Regions from separate parts of the Mus musculus genome. Here region 2 is linked to region 1. Evidence: chromatin contacts called from public HiChIP or PLAC-seq data. All regions are on one chromosome and are shown on one strand. Each heading gives the region's core, a stretch centred on a gene start, on an enhancer-like site or on the middle of the called end of the contact. The rest is flanking DNA. Distances are from core to core; before and after follow the strand shown.

What was found. HiChIP or PLAC-seq counts read pairs in DNA pulled down with a chosen protein or histone mark.
Region 2: a contact with region 1 is called in a PDX1 HiChIP or PLAC-seq map of a beta-TC-6 cell line, with 10 times the contacts expected there. The contact joins two enhancer-like sites. A contact is called at or near these places in 2 of 484 Hi-C or Micro-C datasets (nephron progenitors and pancreatic cancer cells) and 2 of 115 datasets of contacts at active chromatin or transcription factors (a beta-TC-6 cell line and large pre-B cells).

The regions. Positions count from the first base shown.
Region 1 is chr8:93,711,344-93,715,968 of GRCm38.p6, forward strand. The region is part of intron 1 of Gm26843 (a long non-coding RNA gene); the gene reads right to left. Gm30606 (predicted gene, 30606) reads right to left here. Exons shown (of 3, transcript NR_154559.1): 2 at 972-1,036. Among named protein-coding and RNA genes, the nearest start is that of Gm30606, 6.3 kb to the right of the region's middle. Within about 2 kb of position 2,173, at least 8 of the 459 cell types and tissues checked have an H3K27ac peak or open chromatin away from gene starts, as enhancers often do.
Region 2 is chr8:93,841,364-93,845,988 of GRCm38.p6, forward strand. All of the region lies in intron 2 of Gnao1 (guanine nucleotide binding protein, alpha O), which reads left to right. Among named protein-coding and RNA genes, the nearest start is that of 4930488L21Rik, 30 kb to the left of the region's middle. Within about 2 kb of position 2,743, at least 18 of the 459 cell types and tissues checked have an H3K27ac peak or open chromatin away from gene starts, as enhancers often do.

The DNA of each region.
Region 1 (4,625 bases), core at 923-3,422:
CAAAACAGAAGTATGGAGGATTTCCCATGTCGGGGTGTTTGAGAACACTCAAGCGAGCTTGCAAGGCTGATAAGTAGAACTGAAGCGAAGCTGGGTGAAGAGCAAGGCAGGGGATGTCGGGCTGTGGAAGTGTCTGAAACATCTGAATGGGAAACAGAAGGGCTGGGCTGTTTGGGGCCTTGGTAGAAACTGCCTGGGGTTGTTACTGTTGTGTAAAAAAAAAAATTTTTTTTTTTTAAAGAATCTGAACCTTGAGAAGTGAAGCTGGTTTGTCATTTTAACTGCCAGGTCTTCAGAACTTGTAGAATGATACCAAGAATATCATTATAGTACATGCTCAACAAATACCCCAACTACATGTTAACTTAGAAATCACCTGGGGGTTACCACAAAAAGTACCGCCAGCCTTAGATATCACCAACAGTTTCTGTTTAATGGAGGTAGACTACTTCAAATACCTGTGTCTCGTTGCTCAGAAGAATACTCTAGTGACAAAAGCAGGCTAGCCCATTCGTGGGTCAGAATTAATGTTCAGGGAAGAGCCACTTTAAATCACTGAGGGATAACAATTGGTGGGTAAATATCCGGTACCTCCAGTCATCAATTAGATGTTCCATAAGCCATGTTTTTGGCTAGAAGATTTGGCTTCGTGGTCATCACACAGCAGCCAGAATGCAGGTTCACAAAAGGTAGAAGCTACATTTCAGTCAGTAAAGGGGTTACCGAACAGATGAACCCCAGGAATCTGAGGCGAATGAGAGAGACGGGAGGGGGAGAGAAAGGGGAGGGGGGAGAGGGAGGGGGAGAGGGGGAAGGAGAGAGTAAGCAGCTCTTGGGTCACCTGGTCTTCCAAATCTGGGCCTTTGAGAATGTCACTTCCTAGAAGCAGGGTAACAGATGATTGGCTATTGGTGACATCATATTAAGGGATGACACTATAGTAAAGGGCTTGGCAGTTAAGAACAAGGTACCTCAGGGATATTTTTCTCCTCTGGTCCAAAGGATGAAATTACCCAACTGCTTGCTTCAGATAGCCCTAGAGAATCAAAGACATGGTGGTTTAGAACAGAGATCTAGAAACAAAAACAAAACAAAACAAAAGAGGTCTACCAGAGCATCTTTGGGTCTTGGGTTTCATTTCCTCAAAAGTCTTTTAGTGGGGCTTTTAACTAGTTCAGCAGTTAAGAGCACTGACTGCTCTTCCAGAGGTCCTGAGTTCAATTCCCAGCAACCACATGGTGGTTCACAACCATCTGTAAAGGGATCTCATGCCCTCTTCTGGTGTGTCTGAAGACAGTATCAGTGTACTCACATACATGAAATAAATAAATAAATCTTTTTTAAAAAACAGCCTTTTAGTAGACAACTCTAAATGCCATGTTCCCTGATATAACTTCAGAGAGGGAGAGACAGAGACAGAGATAGAGAAAAACACAGAGAGACAGAGTCTGAGGGAAGAGAATGCATTTTCACACATGCTCTCTTTAATTCATAGCCCTCCTCACCAAGAGTCCTCAGTCCTGTGTGATTTAGTGAGGGTCAAGGAAGCACGGAAGGAAGGGCTAGCGATGTCTACCTGTTCCACGTTTAGCAGTCGGCCCTTTTCATATCTCTCTTTTGACTTTCTACCAAATTCTTAAAATAACTCCACTTTACAGGTAATAAATCTGGGTTCTGGGTAGATGAATAACTTATTCTTATAGCTAATGAGCATGCATGCTGAGGATTTGTCTCTGTGATTCCTTGGCGGTCAAGAACAAGGTCCACGGACTTTTTACTACACCCTACCCAGCCCTGCCTGAGTCAGGAAATCCTCCCGAGTGATGTCATAAGATGCTACTGGTCCTAAAATGTCCTTCCTGGGACACAGAAACCAGTATTCTAAGACTGTAAATTGTCTCCACAGGGTGAATGGAAATAACCTGACTTGGCTCCTAGAGCCTTTTTTTCTGATGTAATCCACCTTCACCACCCTCCCCCCCCCCCATGAACACATTCTATTTCTGGAGTGGTAAAGGGGATCCCCCTCCCCAGACATTAAGGCCATAAGGAAAGGAAAGCCAGGCTGAGGATAAGGAACTGAAACTCACCAGGTTGCAGACAGAGAATAGGACGCAGCCATGGAAACCACCCAGGAACATATGCCATTTGGTTTCTTCCCTAATTACAGGGAAATGCATGTGTGTCAACACTCTCTCTCACTGAGTACACTGGAAAGTGCCCATGTCAGCGCTTAGTAAACTACAGGCACAGAAAATATTTAATGGATGAATAGATTCTCCCTCTCTCCCATACCCTCTAAACCTAAGTGGTTGTCTCATTTCCCTGTACCTAAGAGACGTCATGATGGCACTGTGAGCCCTGACTATTTCTTTGGCTTTGCATCTCTGAAGGCTTCCTTTCAGTCTGAAGGTTGGTCCGTCACCAGCCTTTTCTTTTACCCTTATCTTTTCTTAGTTCAAGTGCTCTTGCTCCTGTCACAGTATTGGCTCAGGAACTCTCTGAATCTCCTTTGCCAACCTTTCAGCTGTGAAGTTCTCCAAAATGATTGGTCTAGCATCTCTAGGGCTTTGATACCTAAAAGAACTCCTGCTTCAATATCATAGTCTATCCTATAAACATTGCAGATGAGCAGACTCATGTGGTTTCTCTATCTTGCTTTGGTCCAGCCCTTGTTAACTCTATGACAACCATAACAATTTACCTTAAAAGTGATTCCTGAAACAAACTCTGGCTGTGATGGAATTAAGGGAACCAACTACCTTTGTCACTAAAAGTTGTATATATCCAGTACTGCAAAATTTTATGAAATAATTGTTTTTAGGCACTAGAAAATAATTTAAACGAGTCCCTGGGTTTCTACTTCTAACCTTGCATCAGACCCCAAAATAGGAATGAGGAATACATGCAGAGGATGGGGCCTCCTGAGCTGAAGAAATGTGGATCAAAGCTAAAGGGGAGCGTAGTGGCTGGAGTTTGAGGCACAGGAATACAAAACAAAGAGCTTCAAGGAGAAAGCATCTGCTAGGTCGCCGGGTGACCCTGTATCTTTTGATATCTGTACACCACGACTACCTAGAGAGCAACTACCAAAGAACATTTACCAGCGGTCCATGAGCTGACGAACGAATAGATCCTACATGCGCCTGGGAGACATTCCTGTTAATAACCATCCAGAAGGAAGAAAACTTGCAAAACACCCAGGGAATTCACTAAAAACATTATTACGTTCCTGTCTCGAATTCTGGTAGAGTATCTGACATAAGCAATCTACAATGAGGAAAGACCTATTTTGGCCCCCCATTCCGGAGAATTCAGTGCATGGTTATTCGGCCCCATAAACTTCATCAGACTACTATGGCGTGTGTTACAGAGGTTGTTCTTCGTGAGAAGCAGAGTGAGACAGAAAACTATAGCAAACAGTCCCACAGTCACCTGCTTCCTCCAAGTAGCCCCACTTCCTAGCCTTCACCACCTTCCTGGAGTGTCACCATATTATGATGGCATCAAGGAATTAGCTAATTCGTTATTTCAGAGTACTCATGATCTAATTATCTCTGGAAATGCCCTCATAGGAGCACCCAAAGGTGGGTTCACAAGTGGACCATCACAAAGACCCTAGAAAACCCAACCCTTAAAGCGTGGGGTTGTTTAATAATAGCAAACTGTCTAAAGTCAAGGGACCTTAGAGAATACCAAACAGTCTAACATGGAATTGGAGTCTCAGAAGAAGGGAGGGAGGGAGATATATTTTTTGAAGAAATAGTGTCTGGAAATTTTTACAAACTCGAGTGCTACATATTCACAGATCCCAGTTCACTCAACATTAAGGAGGTTAAATATAAAGACAACGACATCGCCACACCATATAGCATCAGCACATGGCATAAATGCGGTACCAGACACTAATCAGAAAGGGGAAAAAAAAAACTTCAAAGCTGCAGCAGCAGCCAAGGGAAAAGATGAAATACCATAAATAATGTAAGTGACAAGACAATCAGTGACATTGTTTAACTCTGAAAGGAAAAGGTGTCAATGTAGTTTCAGTGGACAATGAAAATGTCGTCGTTCAGGAGAGAAGCTTGCAATCCTGAAGCAGCCAGCAGACCGCAGCATCAACGTACGTACGTGAAGCGAATGTCTTCAAGCCAAAGGAATGTGGGTCCAAATAAAACGTCAGGTCTTTGGAACACTCGGCCTTAAATGGGGTGTCTCCATCAAATCCCTCCCCTCAGAGCTCAGGGAGCCCCGTGAAAGAGGGGAAAGGGGGACAGAAAGAATGTAAGAGCCAGAGAGGATGGAAGCCACCGAGAAAACATGACCCTCAAAATCAACATGAGCAAAGCTCATACGAACTCACAGAGTGTGAAGTGGCGTGCACCGGACTGGGTCCGCACGGGTCTGCCCAGGGCCTCCCACTAAATACTACAGCTTCCGGTGTAGCATGTTTACCGGACTCCTGAGCGTGTGAACAAGCGTGTCTCTGACACCTGTTCCTTTTCTCGGGCTCTTTTTCTTCTGTTGGTTTGTCTTGTCCAATTTTGATATGATAGTCTTATTTTCTCTTATCATATATTTTATTTTTAATACTTGATTATCATCTCTCAGACGTCTGCTCCTTTCTA
Region 2 (4,625 bases), core at 1,493-3,992, 130 kb after region 1:
AGAAACTGGAGCTAACACGAGGTGGGGAGAGGAAGAGGGAAGAGAGGGGGAGAGATGGAGAGGGAGGACAGAGAATAGCCAACCCCACTCTCCCCTTCTAAAGGCTTCTTCTCTGACTGGCTTTTCCTCAGGCTCCTCAGGCTCCCAAGGCAGCTTCCCGACAGCATGTCAGCAGATACCTACTGCCGACTCTGTGCCTGCACTAATTTCCCTCTGCTCTGACAGAAGGCCATGCAACAGTCAGGAGACTGGCAGTTTAGCCTGCCTGCTTCTATGTATCTATATGATTTAGAACCATTTTTCACCTCCAATCTCAGTTTCCCCTTCTGTAACTCAGCATCTCAAACGATGACCCAGAATTTTAGACCTCTGAGAGAAATAATCAGAGAGCCTCAACTTCAGCCTTGAGGACAGAGCTGTCCTGTTATGCCAAGGGGCTCCCTGGCTTTACTGAGACCAAATAGTCTGATAGCTTGTGAGATCTTCCTCGACAGCTGATAGCACCCTCCCATGGGATCCAGCTAAGGTGGGGCCAACTGGTGCCCCAGATCTCTGGGCCCTGATGTGGTGCCAGTCCGCCCCTGACACGAGTTCTATGAGAAGCCGTCCTGTTACTGCAGAGCAGGATATGGTATTTAGTCTGTGGCTCTGGAATCATGTCTGTTTGGTGAAGGCTGATCAAAATCTGAACTATATGAATAGGACCTGGAAAAGGAACCGGTGTGTGTCCCTACTATGCACAGTCCACTTGGGACGTTGCTGTTGGCTCCTTGCTATTTTTGCAGATGAAGAAGAGCAGACTGGGAAGCGAGTGGAGAAATGCTAACAGAAATTCCCTGGGCCCTCAGAGGATGTGCTGGATCTGGCTCAGCTCAGTCTCCACCCAGGCTCAATCCATCCTGTCTGCCTTAATGAAACGATGGTGGGGGTCACTGTAGCAGGTGGGACTCAGGGAAACGGTAGCATTCACTGCATTGGCAGGATGGAGAGTACTCAATGTTTGCTATATGCGCTGTCCTGGACACTGGGTATTCAGCTCCCCTAGGAAGCTGTGTGAAAGAGAGGCTGCAGCCGGGCAAGAGAAAGTGGGAGGCTGAGGAGGAAGTCATCCTGGCCTAGTCGCTGGGCAAGAGATGGTGGTCACTGGGAGCTTGATTGTGGCAGTAGATGGTGAGAAGTTTCTGGAGTCTGTAGTTAGAGTCAATAGGACCTGCTTATGAGAGGACCATCATCTGCTGATAAGTCAGCAGTGTTGACAGAGAAACCCTTGTCTGTAGAGTTCCCTGTGTCCCCACCAAGGCTCCATCCAGTCTCCTAAAGGACTAAGAAAGAACAGCGTGCACTCTGCTCTTACAAGTCAGCTGGAGCCAGCCAGAGCCAGCCCAGCATAACTCTGTATCAGGCTGTGGAAGCAAAGCTTGAAGAACAGTACCAGGTCTTTGGCCTCAGCACTGGGATGGGCGGCGTGCCCTCAATGGAGGTGCAAACAGCTAGACGTGGTGAGGGGGAAGGGGTAGTAGGAGGAAAATGATCTGTGTGGACTTATGCATCTTTTGATGCCCAAGTATCTGCTTAATATGTTCTGGGCACCTGCATATTTTGTCAATAAATGGTATTTCTTTCAGGACGTGAGAGCTTGGTTTCTGCTGTTATAGGATGATAAACTGAGGAAGAAAAGGCTAAGAAATGTCGCCACATTTGTATGTACGACCACAAATGGCAGAGTTGAGGTCTTGACTGCCCCCAACATTGACCCTTGGAATCCACGTCCTCTTTAGCTCTATGCCTTACTTTAGGGGTTTTAGGGGAAAGTGAGGCTTTAAGACCGGAGAAGAAATAACAGAATATGTCCTAAGGCCACTCAGACTAAGGCCACACCCCACACTCAGACTGTTTGACAGTTTAAAAAAGATGATGAAGAAGAAAAACTAAGTGTAATTCCCTCAATAATGTCCCCTGCCGTGCCACCACCACTCACCAGTTCCTCAGGTCACTGCTGTTCTCCACCTGACCACTGGAATCTGGTTTTGCTCGATCCAGGAGGCATTTATAGCATCCCTCACTCTAGAGGAGCCAGGGTTTAATGGCCTCTGAGGGCTGCCCCTTGGCTTGTTCCCTGCACTATCTCAGGACATAAGCACCCGCCTCCTCTGGCCTGAGCCTGGCCTTGGGTCTTGCTGTGCGTTACTGATCGCCATGCTTAGCTGCCTTCTTCCAGTCCAATGCCAGTTACCAACGTGGTAACAACTGACCCGCTGATACTAAGACCATAGCACCTCTTTCCCTGGCTGAATCCTTACTATTTTGCTTACAAGTGAAGGCCTTTTTCTATTGGCAGCTTTTTGACCTTCTGGTAAAAGTAATGAAGATAATGGCCCATCTCAGCATCACTGGGTGTGGCTGGTGCTGAGCGAATGCTGCTGTCAGGTAGTCTGAAAGGAGCCTGCAGTCTGGCTCTCTGGGCAGCAGAGGCCTGTACTCTCTCCTGGGACAGTGCCTAGCTCTGTTACCCAAAGTGGCATAGCAGGACTGACAGGTAAGTCTCTCCCCAGCATGGCATGACCAGGAAGCCAAGGCTGATGGCACTTTCCAGAGGCAGGGAGAAAAGGCCAGCTTGCCTCATCTAGACAGTGTCTGGGTTCCAGGTGAAGCCGTAGAGGAAGGTGTCCCCAGGTGGACCAGGGCCACACGCAGGCTGGAGTATATAGAGAACCCCATAGAGCAACAGGCCTTGCCAGGCATCGCCACCTAGGGGCCTCTTAGGTGAAAGATTTTGAACCTCTGCCTGTCTGTGTCGTTAGATTATGCACATTAAAATGCATAAGACAAATAGAAAATAGAGAAGTTAACCAAAAATTACTGTAATTAAAAATGCGCTGGTTTTCCTGACTCTGCCGGTGCTGCTCCACCCCCACTCTGCCGACTTAGCCTGCTAGGATTGGACAGCCATGCCGCAGGAAGCGTCGAGCACAGCATGGCCAGGAAATGCAGCAGATCTGCAGTTTTCTTCAGACAGTCTCCCTGCCACACACACACACACACACACACACACACACACACACACACACGTGTCGTGTTTCCTAGCTGTCTTATCCTACTCTGCACTCTGTGAGAGCAGGGATTGTCTATTCCATGATCCCTGGCACACAGTGAGAATTTAGTTAGGTACTTGGTGATTGGATTAACCTTCTCTTTACAAATGCTACTTAGTAAACTTTTGTAATGGAGGATTCCAAAGATGGAGGCGGGATCCTTGGAGGAATAGCTGCTTTTTTGGGGAAGACTTCCCTGTTATCTTTACCTGTGGTTGGGGGCAGGCAGATACAGTGGTTGGCTATCAGCCAACTAGGAGGCACTGTTCTAGGGTGGACAGAGGCATGGAACTTGACCTTCAGGTAAAGTGACGAAATCAGTTCTGTTATCTGTATTTTGGAGATTCAAAACAAAACAAAAACCCCATATGGCCCAGAAACTCAATTTTATCTAATTCCAATGTGCTAAAGCCATGGCTGACAGGCAGCAAGCCTACTGGGAATGCCTGTGGAGTTGGAGAAAGGCAGCTTCTTTGCTCTCCTAGGGCTATCCCATTCTCCCTCCAAGAAGCCCTACTGCAAAGGGAAGGCAGTTGAGCCAGGGCCTCTGAACTCATCACTGGGGTGACCCACATCTGCCTGAGTTCCTTGGGTATCTGCTTACCTTTTTCTTTTAAAATTTCATGTGACTTCGTGCATTCTCCTTATATGGTAAAACAGATCCCTTCCGTTTTATCATAAACATAATGCTTTTGATTGTTTAAGCACTTGGCATAAATAACTTGAAAAACAAACACCAACAAAGAAAACAGAAAACTTCATTAGGGCTGCTGTCTTCTGTTTACCTCTTGGAAAGCTTGCTCCTGCTGTGAGCTCTGCAAAGACCATTGCAGGCTGGGTAGGCGGCCTGGTTTCTTCCATTGCCCACAGTGGGATCTCATGCCACTTGTCCCCTGTGCAAACACAGCTTGTCTGGAGGAAGCAGGACATTCACTTCTGAGCCTGACCATCTGTTATTTCAGACCTGGATGATGGCAGCACCAGGGTGAATGGAGCCTTTAGCAAACAGTGCCTGGCCTGACCCAATGATAAAAGGCTACCTCTCAAGCAGGTTTTATAGCTTGGCCCTGTTGCTTTACTCTGAGAGTTGGTAAGGAGAAGCACATAAAGTAAGAAATATCTTTTTTTTTTTTTTTTTTTGGTCTTTCGAGACAGGGTTTCTCTGTGTAGCCCTGGCTGTCCTAGAGCTCACTCTGTAGACCAGGCTGGCCTCAAACTCAGAAATCCGCCTGCCTCTGCCTCCCGAGTGCTGGGATTAAAGGCATGCACCACCACTGCATCTTGATACGTCTTGAAATAAGCCTTGTGGTTGATTTCATATGGACAGAGTTCTGGTGTGGTATGCAAAACAGACCAGTGAGACTCGACCCAGAAGACCATGGTTCCGATAGCTGAGGGCTCTATGTTGATGCTTCAGTGCCGGGTTCCCCCTTTGACAAGAGAGTGAGATTCTAAGACTTTGACTGACTCTTAGATGGGTTTCTTCACAGCTTTTCTTTTCCTCCTTCTGGGACTCTATTCTAGAGTCATGCC